Regions from separate parts of the Cricetulus griseus genome. Here region 1 is linked to region 2. A link is a contact called in public Hi-C data. All regions are on one chromosome and are shown on one strand. The core of a region is the stretch at or near the end of the contact, and the rest is flanking DNA. Distances in the headings are between cores, read along the strand shown.

Evidence for each region. Hi-C and Micro-C count contacts between places; a contact is called where the count stands out from the background.
Region 1: a Hi-C map of the CHL-YN cell line shows a contact between it and region 2, with 2.4 times the contacts expected there. The contact joins the enhancer-like site here to the promoter of Ubtd2 in region 2. A contact is called at or near these places in 2 of 8 Hi-C or Micro-C datasets (the CHL-YN cell line and the CHO-K1 cell line).

Annotation. Positions count from the first base shown.
Region 1 is chr7:47,704,601-47,709,072 of CriGri-PICRH-1.0, reverse strand. Ubtd2 (ubiquitin domain-containing protein 2) reads right to left here. Exons shown (of 3, transcript XM_027425193.2): 3 at 3,543-4,472. Among named protein-coding and RNA genes, the nearest start is that of Efcab9, 11 kb to the left of the region's middle. Within about 2 kb of position 3,167, at least 4 of the 6 cell types and tissues checked have open chromatin away from gene starts, as enhancers often do. A contact at or near this core is called in the CHO-K1 cell line, where this site is marked.
Region 2 is chr7:47,654,013-47,658,412 of CriGri-PICRH-1.0, reverse strand. Ubtd2 (ubiquitin domain-containing protein 2) reads right to left here and starts at 2,627. Exons shown (of 3, transcript XM_027425193.2): 1 at 2,457-2,627. The coding sequence starts at 2,526.

The sequences.
Region 1 (4,472 bases), core at 1,918-4,417, 50 kb before region 2:
TCTCACTGTAAGTCTCTGAGGAACATGGCTGAAGAATGAAAAAACACAGATCATTTATGACATACACCCATGATTTAAGAGTTCTAACTGACCTCAAGGCAACCGGTGAGTTTGAGGGTCCCCAAAACAACTGATATGATACTCAATACCATAACCAAACCTGATTGTGCCACCAATGGACTGGTATCTGTTTAAGATGCTCCAAGACAAAGTTCTCAGCACAAAGATTTATTTGCCCCAGAGGGACAGAAGGCAAAAGAAACAAAGACAGGAGACAGAGGATGAGGGAGAAGGGGAAAGGAACAAGGGAGAGGGGTAAGGGGTATTTGTCCAAGGGGACATGGCTACCTCTGGAATAGAGAGGAGACAGACAAGGCACATAAGCAAATGGCTGGTATATTAAGGTACAAGGGGGAAATCCCGTGTTTCATTTTGATTGGGCATGTTAATTAGGACAACAAAGGGGGCTTTTGATTGCTGGACTTTATTATTTAATACTTTGATAGCTGGACCTTGGTAGTCAGCCTCAGGAAGAAGTGACCAACTAAGGGAACAGACCTTGGTCGCTAGTTTTAGGAATGTAATATAAGGGTTTTTTGCAAGGCAGAGGGAATGGGGGAAGGGCAAGGCCTGCCAGAGTCATGATCAGGCTGGTGAGAATTCCTTCTACCAATGTACAAGAGTACTGCTTACCTAAGATCCTTATCTACAAGTCAGACTGGGAATTATGAAACCAGTTATTGTGAAACATCATGAACAAATGGGAGATTTGGCTAACAAGCTTTTGAGCACGATTAATGAAACTGGCCGTAAACACTTCTCCCCATGGGGTCATACCACAGTAAGAATGAGACCAGCAAAACCAAACCAAACCCCAGATAGAACTGGTCACTTTTTAAAAATGTGCATTGGTGTTTTACTATGGGTGTCAGGTCCCTTGGAACTGGAGTTACAGACAGTTGTGAGCTGCCATGTGGGCGCTGGGAATTGAACCTGGGAACTCTGGAAAAGCAGCTAGTGCTTTTATCCACTGAGATGTCCCTCCAGCCCTTCAATCCTTTCTATAGAAACAAAGGCACCACTTTGAGGGAACTGCAAGCATCTCCCATCACTCCCTATGCCCTTCCAACGTTAGGAGTGTGCGATTACTAGTGTTTGCAACAGGGAGACAGGGAAACTATGCAGAGTATGCAGAGAGGCACTACAAAGAGAAAAAATGGCATCTAGAGAAAGGCCAACGCAAAGCACTTCACCACTGAACTCATCTTCATAGGGTCTGGTCTCTTTTGAAGCAGCCTAGGTGGCTTTTGTCAGGCAGCAACTTCAGGGAATAGGTGTGATTCTCTGGGAAGACACTACAGAGGTCTCTGTTTGCAGAGATGGTCTTAAGGGTAATAGATCTGGGAACAAATGTTCTTTACTCAAACAGGGATTGGGGAGGAAAGGTGAAGAGATTAGGTAATTAACCTGTCCTTTCCCCCATGGGGGTCCCAGGGCACTACTGTAAAGGTATAATGAACAGAACATGGAATTTATTTAGTTTTGAGACAGGGTTTCTCTGTGTAGCCCTGGCTGTCTTGGAACTCGATCAGTAGACCAGGCTGGCCTTGAACCCACAGAGATCCTCCTGCCTCTGCCTCCTAAGTGTTGGAGTTAAAGATGTGTACCACCACCACCCGACATCCCATCAGACTTTAAAATTCCTTTTCAAAGCATCTTCATCAACTGGAGGCCCCTGTGGGTCAGTGGCACATGTTTTTGCAGCACCCACGGGCTGCGGCAGGAGGACTGCAAGGGCATCCTAGACTTCATAGTGAAACTCTTGGCCGTTCTAGAATATCTGGGGTTATTTGATAAACTAGACCCTGTGCCAAAATCTAAATTCAAACAAATCAGTTAACTGATATTGTGTTGGGACTAGGCATACAAGAAACCAATCCAAGACTATTTTGCTTTAGGACGTTTTTAATTTACTTCATTTCGCATACTTATTTTGCTTATGTATATGTCTATCCACCATGTGGGTGCCTGCTGCCCTCAGAGGTCAGAAAAGGGCTTGAAACTGGAGATATGGAGAGTTGTGAGCTGCCATGCTAGTGCTGGGGATCGAACGAGGGTCCATCTCAACAGCCCCTGCTCCCTCTCCCCACCAGTGACAGATTAAAAATGAGTACATAGGGCCTGGTATGTGATTCAGCAATAAGGGTGTGATGACATACGTGAGGTCCTGGGTTCCATTCTTTCTCTCTCTCTCTCTCTCTCTCTCTCTCTCTCTCTCTGTGTGTGTGTGTGTGTGTGTGCAATGCTTTCCAGGCTGAAGTTTTCTTCATACCGCACTGTGTGTTCCTAGTTATACAAGTGTTCTAGGGCACAGGCAATGGGGAGGGACAGTGGCCTGGTGAAGGTTCCAGACCAGGGCCACAGGCAGATTCTTCAACACCACTATCAGCAGGAAGGAACTTTGAAGAGGCAATAAGTAAGCAAAGTGGTCATCTCTTCCTCCAGTGCTTGGATCTCATGTCTCCTAGGCCTCAAAAGCCTAGGCAAGGCCAAGTCAACTGTCCAACCTCTGATGAAGTCACCCAGGCTCTTGTCACAGAACTAGAAATGACAGGCTAACAGGCCAACATCACAAGAGATCCCAAGAATAGTCACAGGACATAAGCTGTCTGGGAAGACGCTATCAGCTTAATTCTTTTTCTATGTAAAATGCATCACAGGATCCAACAAGCTGAGTGATGCCCATTTGCTAAGCGGGCTACCTACCCTCACCATGGAGAAAGATGGATAAGTTACCAAGTATCTTCAGGAAAAGGGGCTACTGTCTGTTATTTTCACACACAGATGCTCCAGATAACAATGAAGTAGTGAGAGAGGGCTAATCGAGGAGGCTGGTATCCTGACAAATGGGGAAGGCCCTTTGAAGAAACCCAGAGGCCACAAAAGGTGAGCAGATTTTGTTGTTAAAGACAGAACTCAAGTCAACCTGGCAGGTTGGGAACTCACTAGGTAGACCAAGCTGCCCTCCAACTGAGTTTGCTTCTACCCTCAGTGCTAGGACTAGAGGTGTGTGCAAGTATACCTGGTAAGAAAGACTCAGATTTTATGGCCTCAGCAGCATGCAAGCAGCACTGTCTGAGTCACCTTCCCCATCCCGGTCAACCTATCCTAGGCCGAGACTGCAGTGCTGATGAGTCACAGCTCTAAGTGACCTGTGGTATGTGCTGTAGCAGAACTTAAGTTTGGTGGTCATGATCTCACTACCGGTTTTAGAGAGGAAGAAACCTCCCACTTCCCCATACAATGTGAGTCTACTATTTTACAGAGGAATAGTTAGAAACCCAGAATAGCTGGGTGGTGGTGGGGCATGCCTTAATCACAGCCCTCGGGAGGCAGAGGCAAGTAAGTTCCAGGCCAGTCTGGTCTACAGTTAGTTCCAGGACAGCAAGGGCTACACAGAAAAATCCTGTCCCCAAAACCACCCCCTCCACAAAAAAAAAAAAAAAACCCAACAAACTCAGAATAAAGGCAAAGACAAAGAGAAAAGTTGGAACTTTTTTTTTTTAAAAAAAGCACAAAACTCCTACATACTAAAATTATACACATCAAGTATTGATCCAATCTTACATCAGTCTATTGACAATTACCAGCACCATTTTTTTCTCACCTAGGTTAAACACGCCTGGAGGATTGTTATTCAAAGTATATGTTCCTTTAAAATAAAAAAACTCTTAAGAGAGGTCAACCCTCAAGAAACAAACAAGACCTTTTACCAAACAGGTTATTGGTGACAGCATCAAATTTCCTTTAGAAAAATAATTGGCTTAAACACTCTATTCCAGTTGATGGACTTTGAGATATTGTTATTCAATGTGGTAAATGAATCAACCCTCTTGATGGTAGGCCAAAGCATTGAGCTGCCCTGGAGCCTCCACACAGGAATGTGAGCACCTTCTTCGTTGATAAAGCTGTGTGCTTCTCCTGAATTTAGACTCAATCACCATCAAGTCTAAATTAGGTGTAGTCACAAGCTTTAAAATGAACAGAATTAGGGAAGTGGTTAACAGTTTTCAGAAACATAAGTTACAATTATAAGTATATTTAAACAGGCTACAGGAAATTTAACACCACTTTAAACATTACATTTTAAACTACTTAGTTTCATTTTGCCACTAAATTATGGTGTTTTATCATCCAAATAGGTGCTGAAGGTTTAGTATTTCCCTACTGAGAAGAACATAGAGCTCTCTTTCGTCTACTGTTCACAGCTCACAGATTCTCAAAGATATAGTGTGGTCACATTAGCCCTCTTCTCATGGAATCAACTTTTTTTTTTGAGACAGGGTCTCACTTTGCAGCTCCAATTGGCCTAGAACCACCTTTGTATTCCAGACTGGTCTCAAATTCTGAGATCTGCTTACTTCTGCTCCCTGGGATTAAATGCAAGCACCACTATGCCTGGCAGAATCTGC
Region 2 (4,400 bases), core at 1,378-3,877:
AAAGGTTTGACTGGCCTAAAACTCAAACCTGAATTCTAGACAAGGTAGACTAGAGAAATAACTATAAACATGAATACTCAAACAATAATACAAATCTTAGTGTGAGAATTAAGCCATCTCCCTTAGTTTTATAATGTCTTGTAAGAATTCTCCAAATTCCTTAACAAAAGTAATCTACCTAATAAGGACTTTTTGATATTTATATACTCATAGTAAAAACATAATGGATTCAGCTGGGCGGTGATGGCACACGCCTTTAATCCCAGCACTTGGGAGGCAGAGGCAGGCAGATCTCTGAGTTTAAGACCAGCCTGGTCTACAGAAAGAGTTCCAGGCAGTCAGAGCTATACAGAGAAATCCTGTCTCAAAAAAAACAAAAAATAAATTAATATAAAAACTGGATCCAGAAGGAAAGGGAAAACACAATATCCAAGTATTTTAAATCATATTTATTACGAACCAGCTGACTTTTGGAAAGGCTGGAGTCATTCTTCAATGGTAATGCTCACATAGCACTGTGAATATAAACTGTCATGAAACATATCTGAAGGTTGCATTATATACTTCACGTTGATGAGAATGTTAAAACTCGGTATAACCAGATTAAAACTACTAACGTTTGAAAAGCTAAGGATCTTTGCCAACACCCTTAGGAAAGTCATTCCCTTTCAAACAAACAACAAAAAAAGAACTGCTAACATGTAAACCTGAAACACATACCACAATAAATTTTGTTGTTTTTGGAGATGAGGTTTTGCTCCGTAGCCCGGACTGGCCTGGAACTTTCTTAAGAGTCCCCAGCTCCAGCCTCCCAAGTTGCTGGCTCCACAATGAGCTCTCACCTCTCATGACAGTAATGGAGAATAAAGGCTTCCAAAATTAAATTCCAGAAGAATTCTTTTGTTCCCCACAGACTCTTTCTTCTTCCAGCTACATCAGAGCTATCCCATTCCTCCTCCCCCGAAGAAAAAAAGGAGGTACTCCACCTTTTAAAGACTCTTCTGTACAAAAACATAGCAGTTTATGGTCCAGAAAACTTAAGTCCTGAAAGTAACTGATACTATAGCTATCTAATTGGATGCCACTGGTAGTAATTATCTAAAGCTAGGATTTCATGCTTCTAAAAGCCCATGCTAGTAATGTGAGTGGATCCTAAATTGCACTGCCAAATGGGTTAAACTGTTTCAATCTGAGTACAGAAAAGAGGAATTATAATTTTAAAATATGTGAAAGTTAATTAAACTGAATGCTAGTCAGTACTAGCATACTTAACTAGTACCATCTGACCACCAATCTGCCCTTAACCCAGTGTTTTTAATCACTTCCTTTCCATACTTTGGGTTTGTTGTCACTATCTCACCAAATAAATAGGCTGTGACATGAAATGCACTACAAAGGAGCATTTCCATGGACTACTTTTTCAAGATCACTTCCACTTAATTCTCAAATCGTTTGTCCAACATTTAGTGACAGGGAATAGCAATAGATTTTAGTGAAGTGGCATGGCTAAGATCACAAAAACCGGGAAATCTCCTGTACAAAGATGGGTGCACAGGATCAAGGGCAGAGTTTAAGCGACAGGGCAGGCACCTGGTCTCAAGGTGGGAAAAGTGTGACCCCGCCTTTTCCCAAGCAACTCAACAACTTAAACATATGCACCTGATATGCACCCAGTATCAGGTCCGTATCAAATCAAGTTCTAGTTGCCCATTCCCTGGTGGCTCTTTTCTTCAACGTTCGAACTTCTACACATTCTAAATAATGAAAGGGCTCGGCACTTTTAACGTCACTTAAAAGTGGGATCAATCTTACTGTTCTACCCCCTCTACAGCTACTAAGAATGGAATCAAGAGACTTCTCATCATGGTTACTTTAACCGAGAAGTGCGATCCGCGTTGGAAAACTTTTAGTCAAAGCACTAATCTTATGCTGGGTACTTTTATCCTGCACGTTTTCCTTTTACGTAAGACACATCGGAATTTGACTAGTGCGCCCCGACGGCACACTGGGCTAACGCCCCTGGCAGCAGCAACAAGCCACGTTTTCCTCGGGCCGATCGTCTCCCCCCTCCTCCTTAAAACACTGCCATGGCCACTTGAGACTTCCCCAGCCCAGCTCCAGAAACTGGAACCAACCGGGGCAGCTGTCACCCGAAACCCGGGAAAGCTGAGCCCGGCCAACTCTGCCGACGCGGGAAGGGCCGGGGGTGCGGCGGGGCCCGTCGGGGGCACTCGGGGCGGCCGCCCCTCCCCGGCCCCGAGAGCCGCCATCCTGCCGCCGAGTATTTCTCCGGGTTGGAGTCCCTCTAGCCAGGCCGAGGCCCGCGGCCCCGCGTGGGGCCCGGAGCGCGTGGCGGGGCCGACGCGAAGCACGAACGACAAAGGGGCGAGGGGTCGGGACAGGTGGCCGCCGCCGCGAACAATGGGGGGCCGCGGCCGCCCCCTGGCGCCACCTACCTCCAGTGCCTTCCGAGTTCTCGTTGAGGCTGCCCGAGGAGTCGTGCTGGGCGCCCACGCACCCGCCCATGGGGCCACGGCCGCCACCTCAGGGCGCTCGTCCCGGCCGCCGCCTCAGCCTGCTCCGGCGCCGCCGCCTCGGGCCAGGCGCCGCTTTCTCGCCGCCCAGCCTCCGCCCCCTCGCCGCTCCTCCCACCGCCTCGCCCGGCCCCTTCCTCCGCGCCCACCTCTACCTCAGCCCCCGGGCCGCCCGGCCCGCAGGCCGGCCCGCGTGCCGCCTTCGGCTCCCGCTCGGCCCCGCCAGACCGGGCTTGGCCCATCCCGGGTGGGCCGCAGCACCCACTCGCTTCTCGCCTCCCCGCGCCCTCGTGTCTAGACGAACCTCGCCACCGCCGCCCGGCAGCCAGGCCCCATCACCCCCGCCCGCGGCACCGCCCTCAGCCCGGCTCGGCCTTGGCTCGGCCGGCCCGCCTAGAACTGCCGCGAGGGGCGGGACCGAGCGCTGATTGGCTGCAGGCACCGCGGGGGCGGGGATTTCCGAGTAGAGCCGAGTGTAGCCGAGTGCTGGAGCTGGGAGGGTAGGGGGCGCGCGGAGAGGGCAGGAAAGAAGAGGAGGAACCCAAGTGAGGACAAAGTGGCCCACGCGGTGGTGGGGTTTCTTTTGGTGCGGCGGGTGGGAGAGGGTACCAAGGAGAAGTCATGAGGCACTTGGGTTGTGGACTGGCGGGGACCTGATTAGAGGAGTGGGCCTGACAGCAAGTCCCTGCTCCCATTGAATATGTGGAGGCAGCGGGCTGGACACCGAGCGTGGGCTTCCCTTGCCTCTCCGTACGCAGCCTCTACCATCACTGTGCCCTATTGATAGAGGTGTTCTCAGATTTGCGCAGGCCTGCTGTCCCGTGCCCGGAGCGAAGGGGCACGAGTGTGTGTCGTTTCCACAAGCTTCATTTTACAGACAATACTACTTCTCTAGATCCTGGCGTTAGACATCTTAAGTCGTCTTTAGAACAAAGTGAAGCATTAATATTTTGCTTTTTATAAACTAGAATTCGGTACATCGACCACGCCCAAGATTCTTGGCGGTTACCATCCCAACCTAAGCCAAATTGTTAATGGCCCCTTTGGAGTTGTGTTTCTTGCTATGGCGCCTTGACATTTTTTATCGGCCTGCTTGGGTCTTTGAAAGCTTTTTTTCCCCTAAGCTGTTTTAACTATGTTCCACTTTTATGCCAGACTTTCCTTTTATAAAACCCTGGGTCAGCTTTTGCTTAGAATTTAAAAAAAAAAAATTTAAAGTGAAATACCTAAGAAAGAGACACTCTGCTTCTTAGGATTTGCATTTAAATATATTCTCGTTCACTGCTGGTGGGAGTGTAAATTGGTTCAATCTTTTTTGCAAAGGTTTGGCAATGCCAATCAACAGTTTTAAAAATGTTCGTACTGTTTGATTGGGATTTTTTCCACATCTGGGAATCTAGCTCACAGAAACAGTCCAAAATAAGATTTGGGGCCTGGTATTCATTTGATAGGCAGACAAAAATGAAGGTTAAAAAAAACAAACTCTGAATTTGTATGAAAGCACAGAAATGTTTCAGAAATAGAGGTTCACTATTTTGGACTTAACACTGAAGAATTAGCTTTACCCTCATTGTAGTCCTGAGCACAGGCATGCACACACACACACACACACACACACACACACACACACACACACACACACGCGTGCGCACACACGCACAGAGCTGTATACAGTTAAATATTACTATACATTTTCAAAGATTTCTTTTCCATCAGGACCTGTGTCACAAAGCCATCTATCTGATCATTCCCTGCTGAATGTTCCAATTGTCAGACACTTGTCACTTTATCTCTTCCCTGAAGGAGAGAGGCTGCCTGAGTATTTGCAAAGAGATTGCTTTGTCCTGAATTTCACTCCAGAAATTA